Linked DNA regions of Gossypium hirsutum: all the other regions are linked to region 1. The links are chromatin contacts, called in public Hi-C maps. All regions are on one chromosome and are shown on one strand. Each heading gives the region's core, a stretch centred on a gene start, on an enhancer-like site or on the middle of the called end of the contact. The rest is flanking DNA. Distances are from core to core; before and after follow the strand shown.

What was found. Hi-C and Micro-C count contacts between places; a contact is called where the count stands out from the background.
Region 2: a contact with region 1 is called in a Hi-C map of leaf, with 2.4 times the contacts expected there. The contact joins two enhancer-like sites. A contact is called at or near these places in 11 of 34 Hi-C or Micro-C datasets (callus and leaf).
Region 3: a contact with region 1 is called in a Hi-C map of leaf, with 2.1 times the contacts expected there. The contact joins two enhancer-like sites. A contact is called at or near these places in 6 of 34 Hi-C or Micro-C datasets (callus, leaf and petal).

Annotation. Positions count from the first base shown.
Region 1 is chrA10:102,153,145-102,156,684 of Gossypium_hirsutum_v2.1, forward strand. No RefSeq gene overlaps it. Among protein-coding and RNA genes, the nearest start is that of LOC121208850, 4.9 kb to the right of the region's middle. Within about 2 kb of position 1,662, at least 2 of the 9 cell types and tissues checked have an H3K27ac peak or open chromatin away from gene starts, as enhancers often do. A contact at or near this core is called in leaf, where this site is marked.
Region 2 is chrA10:102,102,233-102,105,772 of Gossypium_hirsutum_v2.1, forward strand. No RefSeq gene overlaps it. Among protein-coding and RNA genes, the nearest start is that of LOC107895435, 18 kb to the left of the region's middle. Within about 2 kb of position 1,874, at least 3 of the 9 cell types and tissues checked have an H3K27ac peak or open chromatin away from gene starts, as enhancers often do. A contact at or near this core is called in leaf, where this site is marked.
Region 3 is chrA10:102,206,446-102,209,985 of Gossypium_hirsutum_v2.1, forward strand. It overlaps LOC107896397 (a long non-coding RNA gene), which reads right to left. Exons shown (of 3, transcript XR_001683743.2): 3 at 2,302-3,540. Among protein-coding and RNA genes, the nearest start is that of LOC107896397, 5.7 kb to the right of the region's middle. Within about 2 kb of position 1,911, at least 6 of the 9 cell types and tissues checked have an H3K27ac peak or open chromatin away from gene starts, as enhancers often do. A contact at or near this core is called in leaf, where this site is marked.

The DNA of each region.
Region 1 (3,540 bases), core at 412-2,911:
CATAGGAAGTTGATTCTTGACAAGAAACTAGAAAAAATCAATGTAATTGGATTTGGTGTCGGAATAAATCAATTCAATTGAAAATATAATAAAACTAATCCTAATTTACAATTTTTTTAAAATAAAGTTAAATAGATAGTTTTTTTTTTAAATTATTACTTTTTAAAGCTTAATTATAAAAATAATGTTATAAAATAATCAAATAAAAGAATATTTAAAATAAATAATAGATCAAATCAGCAGAGAATTTTTTCGTATATCATTTCACTCATACAAGGGTTCTATTTATAATTCATTGTCATTTAATGCAACACATATAAATGAAGCTCACTTAAGTGCTTCATTAACACATACATTAAGCAACTTGCATATTTATTTTCATAATGAATGAGGGGGTTTTTTATCTCCTTAATGAAAGGGTTAGAATATGGACATCCATATTTATTTGTAATAATAATAATAAGAATAATAGCTACCACTTGAAAAATCTAACTTTCAAGTAAACAACTACAATTATTTATGTAAATTTTCATTTATTAAAAGTTATTCGTTAAAATTCTCAATATAATTGTATTTTTCATACAGAAATAATTTTAAATCAATCTAATATCTTCTATCATATGATTCAATATATTATTTTTGTTAATAATATTTAATGATTGAATTTTTTTTACAACTAACTGAATCTTAATTTGGTTAGCATCGACATTGTTGTCAATGCAAGAGGATGTAGGTTCGAGAGTGTCGAATCACACTTATCCTCCTATTAATAGAACATACAATATGGCAATCAGAACATTAAATATATTCATAATACAAAATGTTATGGAAGCTTATGAAATTACGTGAATTTTACATAATATTATCCCACCCAAAAAATAATTATATCTCTATATAATTTTATATCAAATTTTTATCATTATAATATTGAAAGAGTGAGAAACGGATAACAAAGTTTAAGCCCGTATTATTTAAATGCTAGACAAAAAATTTAACCACTAGACAAATCTTAATAAATAATTTTATATCAAAATCAAATATATAATATGTAAATTTTTGGCATAATAATAAATTTAGCCTTTAAAATTTACATCTTTTTTCAGTTTGCCCCTATTATTACTTTTAGCTAAATTGGACTTATAACCTTTTAAAAAGAGTTTAATTTGATCATTAACCTTTTAAAAAATTAAATTGTTGTTTTTTTAACAAAAATATTGACTACAAAGTTAAAACTTTTAAACATGACAATCCATATGTACTTCATACTCTTTTTTTGAATATTTTTATAATTTTAAAATTTTTTATTGATGAGACCAATTGTATCTTGTCAGCATGAAATATATGTAAACTGTCGTGAAGGTTTTTATGCCAATATCGTTAAAAAATTAATGTTCTAATCAATAGTCCCGTTAAGAAATAGTAAATTAACTCTTCTTAAAAGTTTAATTGTCAAATCTAACTAAAAAAAGATAAATGATAAATTGATAAAAAAACATAAATATTAAAAACTAAATTTAACATTTAAAAAAAATCAATGAAAGGATTGAAGCAACAATGGGACCTGGATCCAATATTTTTATTCCTTCATCAAATAATGATATTGGGCCTGACTCTTGTGAAGGTAATAGTGATGGGTCAAGAATATCTGGATCTGGGCTGCACCCACTAACTACGCTTTGACTTTTTAGTGATGTGACCATTTTTCTTTATACCTTTTAAAATCGACTATTATCATTATTCTCTCCACTATTGGTATTTTTTTAATTATTTTATTATTTTCTTATTGCATCATCTTGCGTCCGCTTCTGGTGTTTTTCTATTCTATTAAACGATGTATGGGATAACAATTCTTTTAAAATACAACCCAAAGACATAGGAGTATTTTAGTTTTATTTTATTTTGACATAATGATAAATTTAATATTCCATATCTTTCTTTTTCATTTCTTTGATCCTACTATTTTTGGAATATTTTGGTCCTCACCATTCAAATTTTAATTAAATTACTTTTCTTTATGTTAAAAAGTTATTGGTTTATTAAAATTTTAACAATATTGATGTAATAGTTGGTGTGATAATTTACGTATACTTTATTGTGGACATGCATAATTATTTTTATAAACTTTATTGAAAATATTGAAAAATTTTATTAATCATTTTAAAATTTTATGAAGTATATATGGATTGCCACATACGCATCCACTTCGCTATAGTTAAATTTAATTAGGCCAATTCAAATGAGTCAAATGAAGTTCATTTAATCAATTGACCTCTATAGGACACTATGTATGCATTCATTAGGAGCTTTGATCCATGAAATGTGACATTCTCCTCTACTTATTCTCGTGATGCCCTTACCATGTCCTCAGAATGATACCAGTTTGACTCGTCTTAGAATTGCCTCAACATTTCAACTGATTCCCAACTAATCTCTCTGTTAGGTAGTTATGCTTCTCTTGTTTATCTTGTTCGCAAGAGCCCACCGCTCTTACTTACTCCCATCTTGAATTGTCTCGATTAGGATCCCGTTAATCCGCACATATAAGCTTAGGTATGCCCACATTGAACACTGGGTTAACCTTGAGTATAGTCGCCAACTCTGATTTGTAAGCCCCTTAGCTTACCCACTTCAGAACTTTGAAAGGGTCTCTATGTCTTTGCCAAGCCAATAGTAAGTCATAATGTAAAACACTAGGAAAGTGTTTGAGATGTACCTCGTTCATAGAATTTACTCTATTCAACTGCTCAATTTGCATTACCACTATTCCTTTAAAGTTCGATGCATAACCCATATCTCTCATAGGTGGATGCCCTATTGATAACTCAACAGGCTTCATATTGATTTTTTGTACCTCTAGCATTTCCAAAGAGGTTTTTTTAGCACTTTGATCTATCAAGTCAATGTTCTTTCCACAATGAATATTCTCAGCTAGTTGGATTGTTGACAATACTTTGGTTCCACCCCTCATGTCTCTACTTACCGGAACAATGCAATTTTGTTTTCAAGTATCCAAGATACATATACAATCAGCAAAAAGAACTAACAGAGCATTAATCTTGTCAAGAAAATTCAAGCCAAGAATAAAGTCATAATCATCCAAGTGGTACCTCGAAGTCTTCCTTGCCTTTCCACTGACAAGTTTGTAGCTCAACTCCTTATGCCACTCCCATAGTTGGGACCTTTTTAAAGTGTACTATATTGATCATTTTAGTTGATTTGCTAACTGAGACCAATTTTACCTATGACTTTCTTCTATATGAGCAAATCGGATGCCCTTGTATCGACAAGAGCACTCTTTCTTTGACTTATGATATTAATGTCCACATACACCTTCCCTTTCTGTTTACGATCCTTCTTCGCTTTCGTAAAATTGAGTATCATTTATCCAAGCTTTAAAGCCTCACTCTCTAGCTCCACTTCCTCTTCTTTATTGACACGGACAACTTAGATCACTCTCGATAATCTTGTATCCTATGCAAACCACAATATAAAGCACTTCACTAGTTTATTTTCATTCTCTCTAACCCTTTTTGGATTCAA
Region 2 (3,540 bases), core at 624-3,123, 51 kb before region 1:
AGAGAGAAATTCGCGTCCTTGTTAGAAGAAAAAGGGCTCCCCATTGGGTTGCTAACGTTTCAAGACATTCAAGAATGTGGGTACGTTAAAGACACCGGCTTTGTCTGGCTCCGACATAAAAAGAAGAGGGAGTTGTGCAAGTTCGAGGATGTTGTCCTCAGCTACGACGCCGAGATCACTGCTTATTTCGAGCCCAAAAAGATCAAGAATCTGACGGATGTTAAAGCCAAGGAGTTCTTGATTTGGATCACCTTAACCGATATCTACGTCGACCAATCTTCGTCCATTACGTTCAAAAAAAACCTCGTCGCCTTGTCCAAGTCTTTCCCGGTGTCGGTTTTCAATGTTTAGGCAGCCAATTTATTTTAAAATAGAGAGGAGGCTCAAGGAATTTGCAGGTAATCCTAGGAAACGAGGGGGGGGGGAATTATACGTACATACTGCAAAGGAATTAAAGAAAACTCTACATGTCATGTCTTTTTAACAGTCCCCTTCTTTTAGAATAAATTTTGTGATCCTTGGCTGTTCTTATCTATATTAAATTGTGGGTGACAAATGAGAATCAGTATGCCTGAAAATTGGTCATTCCATCTTCTCCTCCAATAACTAGGGATAAAATGTTTGCCAAAAGTTGCACCTCCTAGATAAAATCCATGAAGATTATACATTATTAAATTAATCTTGGGTAAACTACTTTAGTAATTATCTAATTATAAAAATTTATAAAATAGTCACTTAACTATTTAATTTTTCATTCTTAGTAATATAATTATATTAAATTTTTAGGTGTTTTCATTTTTACGTTAACCTATTAGAAATAAAAAAAAGACAAAATTAAACAATTGAAAAACCATTTTATGACTTTTCATAGTTAGGTAACAAAAAAATTTATTAATAATTGAGAGATAATTTTGTAATTTTTCATTGTTGGGTATTCAAAAAAGAATAGAGTTGAACTCTACCATAGTTTACCCTAAAAAAATTTACCATCTCTGAATTCCAAATTAAAAATGAAAGTACATTTAGTAGTAAGTTATGGAAACTGTATTAAGTACAACAACTGGAACAACGTAGTTAATTTGTACAAGACAATTGATAAAATAAGCGTAAACTATAAAAATAGTCATTTTTTTTGCTTTAGATTACATTTTAGTCATTTATATTTGAAATGTTATATTTTAATCATTTACGTTATCTTTTTGTTACGAAGTGATCACTCTACCGTTAAACTTCGTTACCTCCTTAACGGCAATCCTATGTGGCAGTCCAAATAGGTTTTAAATGCGAACTTAGATGTCCAGATGCTAGGATGAACATAAGTTTTTAATTAAACAAATTTAATTTGGACTGCCATGTAGAATATCTAAGTTGGCATTTGAAACCCATTTGGATTTTCACGTAGGACTACCTTTAGGAAAGTAACGGAGCTTAACGGTAGAGTGACTACTACGTAATAAAACGATAACGTAAGTTATTAAAACGTAACATTTCAAACATAAAGGACTAAAATGTAATCTGAGGCAAAAAATGACTATTTTTATAGTTTACCAAATTAGATAATAAAGATCGAACCTACATTTATAGAGCTTTACCTAGAAAACCAATCTACAATGACAATCAAAGTAAAAAAAAAAAAAGGTATCATATTTGTACATTAAAAAGGATTCTCTATACCTAGTCTCTAAATCAAGAGTAGGTAACTTAATCAAATAAGAAAGACAAAATAGTAAACAAACAGTTCTTAGAATTAAGATGTGAAATTTATGAATATTTAAAATTTGATCCAACTTGTATTTTTGGAGTGAGTTGTAGAGAAAGGCAAAACAATAGGTGCAGCCCAAATCAGAGGTTAAAACCCACAAGCCCACCATGTTATAGGGGATTGAGACCAGAAGCTTCAAATGGACCTAACCATCTGTGGTTGAAGTTGAAAACTTTATGTAGCTGTCCTTTAGTTGCAGAAAATACTGCAAAAGTTCTGAAAATGGATTTGTTCAACTTTCAAAGTTTCAAGCAAAGCAATCAACAAAGGGGTAGGAAGGCAGTGAAGTTAGTGAATGGTCCACAATCAATCATCAGAGATCATATTTTTCTTCCCTCTAATTATAGTCAACCTCAAAAAGGTGACTTTTTCAGAGCCAAGTATTTTTCAATGAGTGTTTTTGTCAGTTTGTAAATGTATAGAGATAAATAGTCAATTAAAATTTGGGGTGTGGCCCTAATTACAATGAAAAGTCATGGTCAATCCTGCAAAATGTAATGAGTGAGTTTTTGTGGACCTTTCTTCCCCATTTCATAATTACATTTTTATAATTTCTTTTAACCTTTCTGTATTGGATAGTTAAATTTATTCAATGATTAATTTTAAAATAGAATAGATAAATTTATTTTAATATTACTTTTTTTTTCATAAAATTTAAAGAGACATCGGGTTTTTTATTAAAATTATTTTTAAAGCTTTTGTTTTCATGAAATTTTCCTTTTGAAATGTTGGAAGAGTAGATAAAATAATAATTTTATTGTAGTCAAAATTTTCGAATTAACATATTTGATTTTTTAATGACATAGTTATGTTTTAATCTTGTTGAGCAGTGAATGAGGAAGTAATTTCATGCTAATACATGTTATGAGCAAATTGATTTGGAGAAACTTATCATTATCCTTATCACTTGAGATAATTTTGAAGTTAAAAAAATATTTGTTTATAAAAAGTTTTTACGTCATAAATACTTAAGATAATTAATGGGATAATTTTAGCTTTTGAATGAGAAATTAAAGTTTATCAAAAAACTATCAAAGGGGCAGGTTGTATCAGCCTATAAATAGGTTGCTTGTATCACATTTTTTGAGTGTTTTATTGAGTAATTGTTTTGTTATTCTCTAACTTAGTATTTTCGACACTCTTGTTAAGTTTTATTGGAGAGACTTGGATTGAAAGTGAGATATTTTAAGAAGAGTGATTAGGATTGGTGAATTGTAACTGCGTTAACAAATATTGTATGTTATATTTCCTTACTTTATTCATTACTTTACTTTTACCTTCAATCTATTCTTTTCGATTTTGTTCCAACTTTTATTTTAACAGAAATTAAAATGAAATTGTTTTCTAACTATAAACTAAGTTATTTGTTCCAATAATAGTTCAAACATCAAATTTGAAAAAGAAGTGCAAATAGAATTTTTTTTAAAATTTTGATAGATTTTTTTTATCCATGGTTTTCACTTCCAATATTAAATATGCACATGATTGTCTTACAGGGAAATTGAGTTAGGGAAGTAGGTTAGAGGAATGTTTATTCTTCAGGTTTCATCATTTTGTTTTCTTTATTGCCTTAGAGATTACAGGCACCCAATTGCAATTTGCAAATATTTTTCATGATTAGTAACAATGAAGGAGACTGTAGGAAGAGAGTGGATTACAATAACACAAATACCAAAATTATTCATGAATTTAGTTTAAATATGTAATATTATATATGACTTTTTATTTTGTATAAGTGTATGATTTTAATTTAATTTTTATAAATCACTAATTTATTA
Region 3 (3,540 bases), core at 661-3,160, 54 kb after region 1:
TTTTAAGGGCTGAAATGATTTTTTCAAAATTTTAAAAACTTAAATAGCCATAGTGAAATGACGCCATTTCACCCAAACCTTAAGCACCCCCAAAACAGCATCATTTGACGCAACCCACGGCCCTACCCGATCCATCCCCTAAGATCCGTGTGTTTTCGCCCGGAAGGGAAATTTATGCTTTCGTTCCTTCAACTTTTTAGTGGCATTTCAATCCAGTCCTATTTCTTTTTCTCTTTTAATTTTTACCACGAAATTTTGATTTTATTTCATTTTCGTCCCTTAGAGAACGGTGCGCATAAGGAAGTCTGGGATATTTTCCCATTCAACCCCTATTCTTTTTTAGCGCGTTGCGCCTTAGTCCTTTGTTTAGGGATATTTTCTTTTTTAGTCCCTATTATTTTTAGCATATTACATTTTAATCCTTATTAGCTTATTTTTTATTATTTATAATTTATACCCCTAGTTTCGTTTAAATTCAATGAAGTCCGTTATTTATTTAATTTAAGCATTTTCATGGATTTTTTTATATTTCTTTATTTATTTATCTATTTATTATTACTGCCTTACTTTTTATTTTAAGATTCATACTTTTCATACTTGTACATATTGTTATATTGTAATTATTTATTTTATTTTATTTTTTTGTGTTATTTTATTATTCCTTTTATTATTTTTGGGCATTTTCAAGTCGGGTCTTTTCAATCATGTATTTTTCATTTATTTTAAGTTACTTTATCGTTTTAAATATTACACTTGTTATTATTCAAAAAAAGAAATTTCTTAAATAAGGCAATGTTCCATAGTTAGAGATTTCAGAAGCCGTGCCCTAACTTACGGGGTTTCGACTTTCTCGTTGAACCTAGATGACCGAATATCATTTTAAAATTAAAATACATAATACTTATTTAAATAATAAAATAAAAAGCGAGCTTATTTTCGAGGATTCAAGATATCGTGTCCTAATTTATAGGATGTGACCTTTTGTTACCTCGAGAATAAAGGCCCTTTTGACATACGTTTTTATTAAAAATAATATTATGCAAAGCGAGGTCGTGTTTTAAACTCTTTTCAAATTTTTAGTTTCTTGACACTAAAGACATCAAGTAATTAATTAGGTACCAATTTTGGGCGTAACGAGGGTGCTAACCCTTCCTCGCGCGTAACTGACTCCCGAACCTATTTTTTGGATTTTGTATACCAAAAATCATTGTTTTATTAAATCAAACATTTTATTAAAACAATCAAATTTTGAGGTGACCTGATCACACTTCATAAAAAATAATTGTTGGCGACTCCCATTTACATTTAAAAAAAAAAAAAAACCAAAGTCGATCTCAAAAAATTGGTTTCGACAGATTCTGCATATATGATTCAACAAGGTTAAAATATGCAATAAGTCTCTATATTTTTCACAAATTGAGCCTTGTACTTTTATTTCTAAGAATTTAAGTCCTCTACTTGTTCAGATTTCAAAATTCAGGTCAATTTATTAATACTATTTTTTTTTGCTAAATTAGTTGACATAACATTTTGAAATAAAAAAAAATTCACTTGGTAATAATGTAACTACAAAATAACATTGTAATGAACCTGAAGTTAACAAATAATTTTAACAGTGTTAATAGTTAGACTTAAATTTTAAAATTTAAAAAGTCATAGGATTATGAAAAATATATCAGATTATGATATACCTAAACCATTCAAAAAAATATAACGAAACTCTAGTATTTTTGAATGTCGAAATATCTTCTAAAAATAAATTTGTGGATACTTGTGATGAAAGATATATTAAAAACTATAATATCAGAGACACCAAGTGGCGATATTTTGAAGAAAGAAATTGTTTTGGTTGCCTCTGTTTTCTTTTTAGGCACGTGAGGAAGCAATGTCTTATACCTCCGCGGTTTTTTATACTCGTGTACTGTTGGACGGATCTCGCACGCACAAAACGTGTGAGAAGTGGTCCACACGCTCCGTTGAAAGTCATTTGTCTTTTGTTAAAGACATTTCCATTTTATTTTGGTCAAGTTATTAGTTGTTATATTAGGGGTAAATTATTAATTTAACTTTTTATATTCTAATTTATTTATATTTAGAGTTTATATTTTTAGAATTTTGAAGTTTGATTCCCACTCAAATGTTAGTTATTAAATTTATCAAGTTAAATTTTATTATTTTTAAAATTTTATGTAAAAAAAAAAAGATTAATTATAAAAATAATTATTTATGTATTATTTAAATTACATTTTCGTCACGAACTTTAATTTGTTATATTTTTATCTATCGTATCACATCCGGCAATTCGTGTTACGAATCAATTTCCTTTTTATTCTTTTGCCAAGTAATAATGTTAAGAGAAGCTCTCCAAGTAGGATTTAAACCTACTTGAGAACCTAGAAGTTGACAATAAAAAATGAATAGTAATAGCCTAAGTAATAGCATCAAAACGTCTAAATTACTTTTGGATCTTTTTCGAGAAAATTGTCTTAAGGTTCAAGGGTGGCTACTCGTAGAATATCTCCTTTTGGCTTGAAAGAGCAGCACACCGGGGCTCAAAAAAGGACAGAATCATTAGTCCAGAGGCAATGCAAACTGAAGTTTATTAACAATGTTATCAATTTGTAACATTTTGACCATTGTATCGATATTCACACTAAAATCTGACGTAGCCCAAATTATATCATTAAATACTAACGTGTCATCCACGTCATTACCATTACTAATAAATCCATCTATGAATATCATCCATGCTTTTGAGAAGAAAATCAAAATTAAAACAACAGAATGTAATGCAAAAACTCAAAGAAAAGGGAAAAGGAAAGTGTCATTTTCATGTCTTGTTTTATTTCTGTTTGTGCTAATTTTTTTTGTGGCTATAAGAAAAGTGGTTTTGAGGCGTATAAATAGGGAAGTAATGAGATGTGAGTCAGATTGAGAGGTAGGGTTGGGATAAGGCCGTTGCCCCTTATCTCTAACTTCAAATCATCCGTTACCAATTGAATACTAATGATTTTGGTGATCCAACTTGAAAGTTTCGGGAGGAGAAATGCAATTATGAGCCTAAATTTCTTGATAGCTCATATCAATAAAATTGGACCTTCAATTCCTTAGACATTCATCCTACCATCTCCAATTATTGATATGGATTATGGAAAATCACCCAAATTGTGTAACAACTACACATGCAAATGAAAATTGCTAGCTTAAAATTTGATTCGATTTTTAATTTAATCAAAACTTTATCGATTTTCGAAAAATTAAATATATAAAGAAAGCCTAATGCAATATGTCTAAAATAGATAATATTCTAGTTGCTTACTACTAAATCATTAGCTTGAAGTACAAAATAGATTAAAATATAAGTTGTTATTTGGACCAATATATAATGTTTTTCTTGGTGTTTTCTTATTTCTAAAAGGTATAAATAAAAATAATTGAATCTTAATTTAATTGTATTTATATTATTGTTAATGTAGGAGGAAATGAATTCAAGTGTGCTGAAGCGCATTATACTTTTATTTTTGTATTAGAGAGGGGTTA